Linked DNA regions of Rattus norvegicus: region 1 is linked to region 2. The links are chromatin contacts, called in public Hi-C maps. All regions are on one chromosome and are shown on one strand. The core of a region is the stretch at or near the end of the contact, and the rest is flanking DNA. Distances in the headings are between cores, read along the strand shown. Region 1 holds the start of Ralgapa1 (Ral GTPase activating protein catalytic subunit alpha 1). Region 2 has its middle 22 kb from the start of Nfkbia.

Evidence for each region. A called contact is a pair of places that touch in the nucleus more often than the background predicts.
Region 1: a Hi-C map of Schwann cells shows a contact between it and region 2, with 8 times the contacts expected there. The contact joins the promoter of Ralgapa1 here to the enhancer-like site in region 2. A contact is called at or near these places in 10 of 12 Hi-C or Micro-C datasets (the A7r5 cell line, the Rat2 cell line, Schwann cells and 6 more).

Annotation. Positions count from the first base shown.
Region 1 is chr6:78,985,540-78,988,870 of GRCr8, forward strand. Ralgapa1 (Ral GTPase activating protein catalytic subunit alpha 1) reads right to left here and starts at 1,947. Exons shown (of 41, transcript NM_020083.4): 1 at 1,831-1,947. The coding sequence starts at 1,936. Ftl1l2 (ferritin light chain 1 like 2) reads right to left here and starts at 1,715. Exons shown (of 2, transcript XM_039113181.2): 1 at 1,405-1,715. Mir3593 (microRNA 3593) reads right to left here and starts at 2,306; the gene lies at 2,216-2,306.
Region 2 is chr6:78,617,772-78,621,237 of GRCr8, forward strand. No RefSeq gene overlaps it. Among named protein-coding and RNA genes, the nearest start is that of Nfkbia, 22 kb to the left of the region's middle. Within about 2 kb of position 1,945, at least 37 of the 93 cell types and tissues checked have an H3K27ac peak or open chromatin away from gene starts, as enhancers often do. A contact at or near this core is called in Schwann cells, where this site is marked.

The sequences.
Region 1 (3,331 bases), core at 697-3,196, 370 kb after region 2:
AAGAATATTCAACACCTGAAGGTTTGAGGTTTGAAAGTAAGACATCCCTGGTGATTTCATTTTGTAAAAAGACTCCTTAAATTAAAAAAAAAAAGTTTTTTTTAAGTATTCTATTTTCAAACTGAGATCTGTATAAAATACAAACCAGGTTGTATAAAATAACCAACATGTGTGGTAGTAATACATCTCATGTTTCCCAAGTTACAAAACACACACACAACCACAAAAGTCTCTGTGCCAAAGAAATATAAACCAATCGGTAATCAACCCTGGCAATTAATTTAGGAACTCTCAATGTCCTGCTGTAAGTGAGCTTTACAGCTCTGCAATTATGCAGTCTACGTACGGCTTGTCGCAAGTCAGAGTCTGGTTGCATCAAGTGTCAAGTTTCAACTGCCATGATTTTGTAATACATCTACGTGTTCAACGACTTTGTATGTCTCAGCATATCTTTTCATAAACTTCATCCAGAATGAAAATGTTTAAAAACCTCGCCCATATTTAAAAGGTTTAGGTAAGATGGATCTGATTGCTTTCACAGTATATCATAGGAGCATGTACTTGTGATAAAGATTAGCTGTCAGACATGTAGGAAGGCTGAAAAAAAATTAGAGACAGAAAATCTGGGCTTCGTTTGGGATTCAGTCTCCGTTGGCTCCATCCATTGCTTACCTTCAACTTGCTCGTTTATATTTTTAAAAACGGCAATAATATCTCTATTTCTAGACAGACTGTCAAGCTACATTGTACTAATTCATGTGAAACCCTTTGTAGACAGTTAACACAATTGTTGGGTATTACTAGTGGTATTAGTCACAACACAGTAGAGAAGTCCACCCATGAAACAGAGGACACACCACTAAACATATAAGTCACTTTCCAAAATAGGCAGAAGTTAGGAAAACAGCTTGAGAAGATAAACTTTGACTTAGAATCCAGTCATGTGGCCTCTAACCTCAGTTACCGTATTATTCTATACGTAAGCCCTGAATGACTCTCCTTTTTACCTCAAATTTCTTCATAAAAAAACCCAACAAAAAAAACAAAAAACAAACAAACAAACAACAACAAAACCAAAAAAACAAGTACAGAATCAAAAGTCCCATAAGTACACAGTTTGGCCTTTAGCAATGTTGTCTATGATCAGGTATCCAAAAATCCCCGTTTAACACTTTATCCCAAATTTAGGTCTTTAGAGAAACTCAAGTTGAAGATGGTGGAGAGTAAGAAATTTTTAATGAAAACTGAATTCTGTATAGTTCTCGAGAATCTCGTTCTCTGTCATTAGTTTTCCTTCTAAAAGGACAGCAAATGAAGAACAGGGTGTAGGGCGGGGTTCTTTCCACAAGCTTCAGGAACCACCCACTTCCCAAAGAGGTGTAATTGCTTCCTCCAGGCCCTCACCTGCCAAAAAAACTTGAAAGACTACGGGTTACACTGGCCGAGCCAGCACTCTGCTTTTCTTTCTACTCGGGTGGGGATGGCAGTAGTCAGTCATGGCAAACACACCCTCTAAACACCATTACCCACACCAAGTGTCCCTGAAGTCTCATCAAGGACTTAAGTTTCTGGCCTGACATTTTTTTTTTTTTTTTTAAAGAATCAGACCAGGAACTCAAACGTGGATCTCTCCGAGCTGGTGCTGACTGGTTTATACCAACTGCCAAGCCGCCCCCTTCCCTCACCGTCCGCCCTCCCGCGCGTGGGCAGAGGCGCTGCCGGCCCTCACTCCCGACCGCGCCAGGTCGCGAGGGCGAGCCCCGGAGCTCGCGGGGTGACAGGCCAGGGCAGCGAGGCCGCGGCTGTGCCCCGGGTCACTACTCTCCTCACCGATGACGATGCGCAGGTGCTTGAGGCGGGTCAGCGCGTCCTTCTTGGTGTCCAGCACCTTCTGGGTGGACTTCTTCACGTCCCCGTGCGGCTTCTTAGAGAACATCCTGCGGCCGCCGCGGCCCCTCCCGGCCGGGTCCCGACGACCCAGCGCAGGCGGTGGGCGGGGAAGAGGCTAGCCGCGGCGGCTCATGCGTTCCCCAGCCCCGCGGGCCCCGCGGCCAGGCCCGCCTCGCGCTGCCGCTGCACGGAACCTGCAGCCCCGGCTCCAATATGGCGGATCCGCCCCGCGCGCTGCAGCGACGAGGAGACGGGGAGCGGCCGCCGCCGCCCAGGCCGTGGCCGGGACCCCACAGCCGCGGAGATGGAGCGCTCCGCCGCGGCGCCACTCCTCTCTCCCTGAGGCCCCCTTAAGGTTGAAGCTTCTCTAGCAGCTTCAACCCTGCGGAGGCCAAAATCCAGTCGTGTGGTGATGGAGTTTCACGACTCTGCCGTCGGTGGCGAACGGTCCCCGTGGCAACCGCCTTCTGACGTCAAGTGCTCGTGACGTCATGCTAGCGTGAACTCATTTCTGCCTCTGAAACCGCTTGGTTTCCTGTGTATGCACTAATGAAGAAGGGCAAGAAAGTTTAGGAGGGTGTTGTCTACTGTGGGCTCCTTGTAAACAACAGTTCCTAGAGTTTTTGTTGAAAAGATCTTTCATCTTCGCTCTTTAAATCGATCTCTCCTAGTAACTTAAACATCAGAACAGATGTGCAAGGCCAGCTTGATACCAGCTCTGAACCCTTACCAGTGATTTCACTTTCTAATTTGGATTCTTCCTGTGTTTTGCAAAATAATGGTTAAAAATGTACTGTACTTTAGAGATGCGTAGGAGTGTTATATCCTTTTCCTTTAAATTAACATGCACATGACTAGAGCTGCAGTTTGCTGGTGATCTCCAGCACTGAAAAACAAGACATACATAAATAAAATATCTTGTATAAGTAAATGCGTCCTACCATGTATTAGAGAGAAAAATTAAGAAATCTGGATGATTTTAAAGGAAGGCTGTCTTAGGATGTGAAGTACTCGCATAAATCCGAAGAAAACTGCCTAAAACAGCTAAGTGTGGTAGTGCTCTGGTGTTGTAGCAGGATTTGAGAGGCAAAACATAATTTAAGGTCAAGGTCAGCTACATTAGACCATGTCTCAAACACAAGACAAAACATAGGGAGATAACCACAGAATTCTAGACTCTGGCTTTTCTGTCATTGCCTATCCCTCGTGCCCAGTCACCTGCTGATCTGCCTTCCGTCACTCTGAATCCGTATTTGTTAGACAGTTTTGTTTGTGTTTTTTCTTTAGAGACTTTAAATGATTTATTTGTTTGTTTGTTTAGTTTTGATTTGATTTGGTTTTCCAAGACAGGGTTTCTCTGTGTAGCCCTGGCGGCCCTGGAAGTCACTCTGTAGATCAAGCTGGCCTCAAACTCAGAGATCCACCTGCTTCTGCCTCCAGA
Region 2 (3,466 bases), core at 695-3,194:
CGTGCATGTACCTGAACTTACACACGTTTACACACACACACACACACACACACACACACACACACACACTTATTAAACACATTAGAGACAGAAATGTTGAATTAAAGGACAGGGACAAAATGTTCAGTAAAAATTGGAACATTTCCTTAAAATGAAAGTTGTGCTAATTAGTGATCTAAACAAAAGGTTTCACTATTCATCCATTTATTTATTTATTTCAAGACAAGGTTTCTCTGGGTAGCCCAGGCTGTCCTGGAACTCACTCTGTAGACCAGGCTGGCCTCGAACTCAGAGATCTGCCTGCCTCTGCTTTCCTAGTGCTGGGATTAAAAGCTTACACCATCACCATGGCTTGGGCCATTGCTGTTGTTCTCTTACCCTCTTATTCAGCCTGCCCAGCCTATTCAGTCAGGGGCTGGGATTGAACTCTGGTCACTGCTGAGCTACGGCTATAGCTCCTTGGTCAACCTCAAGCATAGTTTGTTACATGTTCACCAATCTGATAAGATGATACTATTGTCTTAATTTTTATTTGCTTAATTATAAGGGAAGTTGAGTATCTCTTAGTGATTTGGGGTGTGTGTATATGTGTGTGAGAGTGTGTATGTGTGTGTGTGTATGAGTGTATGTGTGTGTATGTGTGTATGTGTGTGTATGTGTGTATGTGTGTGTATGTATGTGTGTTTGAGTGTATGTGTGTGTGAGTATGTATGTGTGTGTATGTGTGTATGTGTGTATGTATGTGTATGTGTGTGTATGTATGTATATGTGTGTGTATGTATGTGTATGTGTGTGTATGTGTGTGTGTGAGTGTGTGTGTGTATGTGTGTGTGTGTGTGTGTGTGTGCGCGCTCATAATCTTTGCCCATGGGTCTGTTTATTGAGTTACTTTAATTTTCTTACTGGTTTATAGACAAGAAGATTCTGTTTTGGAAGAAGTATTTTTGGTTCCCATTTTAAAAATCAACCTCTCTCCTTCTCTGTCCCAGAAACACGTTCTCCCTGGTTCATCCGTGTTAAGAGCTTCCAAGCCATTTAGTTAATGAAACCGTTTCCTCTGAAGAGGGCCTGGCCTGCGTTCATCCAGAGCGTAAGAGCGCCCTGCTTCCATTTCCTCTGGAGCCGGCGTCCTCTTTCTCTCCTGCCTTAATTGCTTTGTGTTCTCCCGAGTGATGCATTTGATCTTAGGTTTTTCCTGTAGTTCTTTCTTACTAAAATCCAGTTGCATTCTCTCAGAAAATTGATTCCTTTGGTTTGTGGAGTCACTGTAAAAGGCAACTCCGTTGCATCTCACCTTAAGATTTGTCTGATTTTTTTTTAAGGGTTTCCTTTGGATTAGCCTTCATGTTCTGGAGTCCACCGGTGCTAAGTGATTTTGACACTCGAGATAAGGACCTCGCGTAAAAGCCAACGACAGCCATGGCTTCTTTACAGGGACCAGGAGACCTGCTGGAACTGTCGCTTAGCAGGTCGTGTGCAGTTTGCCAGGGATGCCGGTAGTGGGCGCCCTCTTCCGCGCCACATTCCGATGGCCTTCCTGGGTCTCTGCTGTAGGACCTCGCTCGACCCCTGAAGCAGCAGCGGTGACCCGTGGGCTGGATTGAGTAATTAATGAAGCCCCGAGGGATCCTTCCCAAAAGAAGAACTGGCATAACTAGGAGGCTGAGGGAGGTGGGGGGAGGGGGTAGAAAACTAACCAAGGATGAAAAAATGCTGCCACAGCTGCTGCAGCCTGTGAGTTATATGGGGTGGAGTGTTGACAACACAGATTCCCCAAAGGGAGATTGGGGTGGGACTGTCACAGGACTGCAGGCGCCCCCCCCCCCCACAAAAAACAAAACAAAACAAAACTGCTCTTCGAATCGATTTTTCAAACAATACACTCAGTTAGAGCCTTGCAGACTGTATCATGGTGAGGGGTGGGGTGATCACATGGCTGAGGGCAGCTTCATTACTAATATGGGAACAAACTAGGCATTCTTGATCCCTTTCAGCTCCCAGATGGTCAACAAGCTTCATTTAGCGATGAGCTGGCTTGTGATAACTTTCCTGTGTGTGCTTAACCCAGATAGGGCACTGGTGACCAAGCAATGCAATGATTCCACCCACGTCTAACCAAGCAGTTTGTGGGCTTACGGGTACATGGGTGTCCCCCACAAGTTACGCCACTGAAGACAGGGTGAGTGCTGAGTGGCGATCTCCTCACAGCTACAGAGATGCACCCCTTCAGCTAACCTTGTTTCTACATACTTTAGCATCTTCTGAGTCCACTCAGTGCAGCTGGGGCAGAATTATGAGTATCTGGAAGTGGGGATACGCTGGCTGGGAATCTTAGATGACCCTCCTGTTCCCTTCTGCGAGGGAACATCGCTAGGCCTGATCTTGTCGGGAGTCTCTGGTGGGAAAGCATGGCTCTCTGATTAAGATAATATAATAATTAAGGTAAGCGTTGTTTGTGCCTGAAAATGGGCCCAGCCAACAAGAAATTTCTCTTCTGTGCCTTTGATAATGAAGAAGCTGAAGGGTTTTGTTATTGTTTTGCTTTTTAATTTTTTTTAGATTTATTGTACTTTATGTTTATGAATGTTTTGCCTGCATATACATATGTCCATCATGTTCATGCCTGGTGCGCTTGGAGGGGTCAGATTCCCTGGGTCTTCTGTAGCCCAGGGTGACCTCAAAGTCAGGGTACTCTTCCTACCTTAGCCCCTCGCTCCCAGTTCTGGGACTACAGACATGAGCCGCCATGCCTTCCACATTGGCTCCCACTCAGCCTTCCAAACTTGGAGTCCCGGTCCTCGTGGGCAGGGGTCTTGCTTCTGGTCAGTGGTGCCACTGGGCCATTAAAGACTTCAGCTCCGGTTTGTTCACGGCCTTTACGATGTCTCGAATGATGTTAAGGCCTGGAATTGGCATGCTCTGTTCTCAGGGTCTTCCACAAAACCATTCTGTAAGTTACAAATCTTACCCTTGCTACTGAAAGAAAGTCTGATGAAGTGTAAAGGGATTAGAACCAGCCTCGTTCTTATCAAAGACGACTGCTATCAATACGATACACATCCTTCTGTATTGTCTATGCAGAGGCTGGAGACATAGCGGAGGGGCAGAGCTCCTGGCTGTCGAGTATGTTTATAGCTCATTACTTCCCTGGTCCTATGTTGGTCTTATGGAGAATAACGGCTTAGGGAGTATGATCATTGCCCCGGGGAAGTATAGGGGTAGGTGGGGTCCTGTGGTATTGCGGGATATTTGATCACATTGTGAACCCCAAGATCGTGAGCTGGAAAACCCTCAGCCCTAGCACACACCTTTAATTCAAGAGCTTTCTGCAAACAGGATTAAATAAAGTCAACTCTCGGGCAAGAGGTGAAGCAAGCAACCAGTTGACAGGGAGTGAATGTAAGAAAACCCAGGAAGTTGAAAGGAGGTTCAGAGTTGAAGGGTATTACAGAGTGCATGGAGAAGG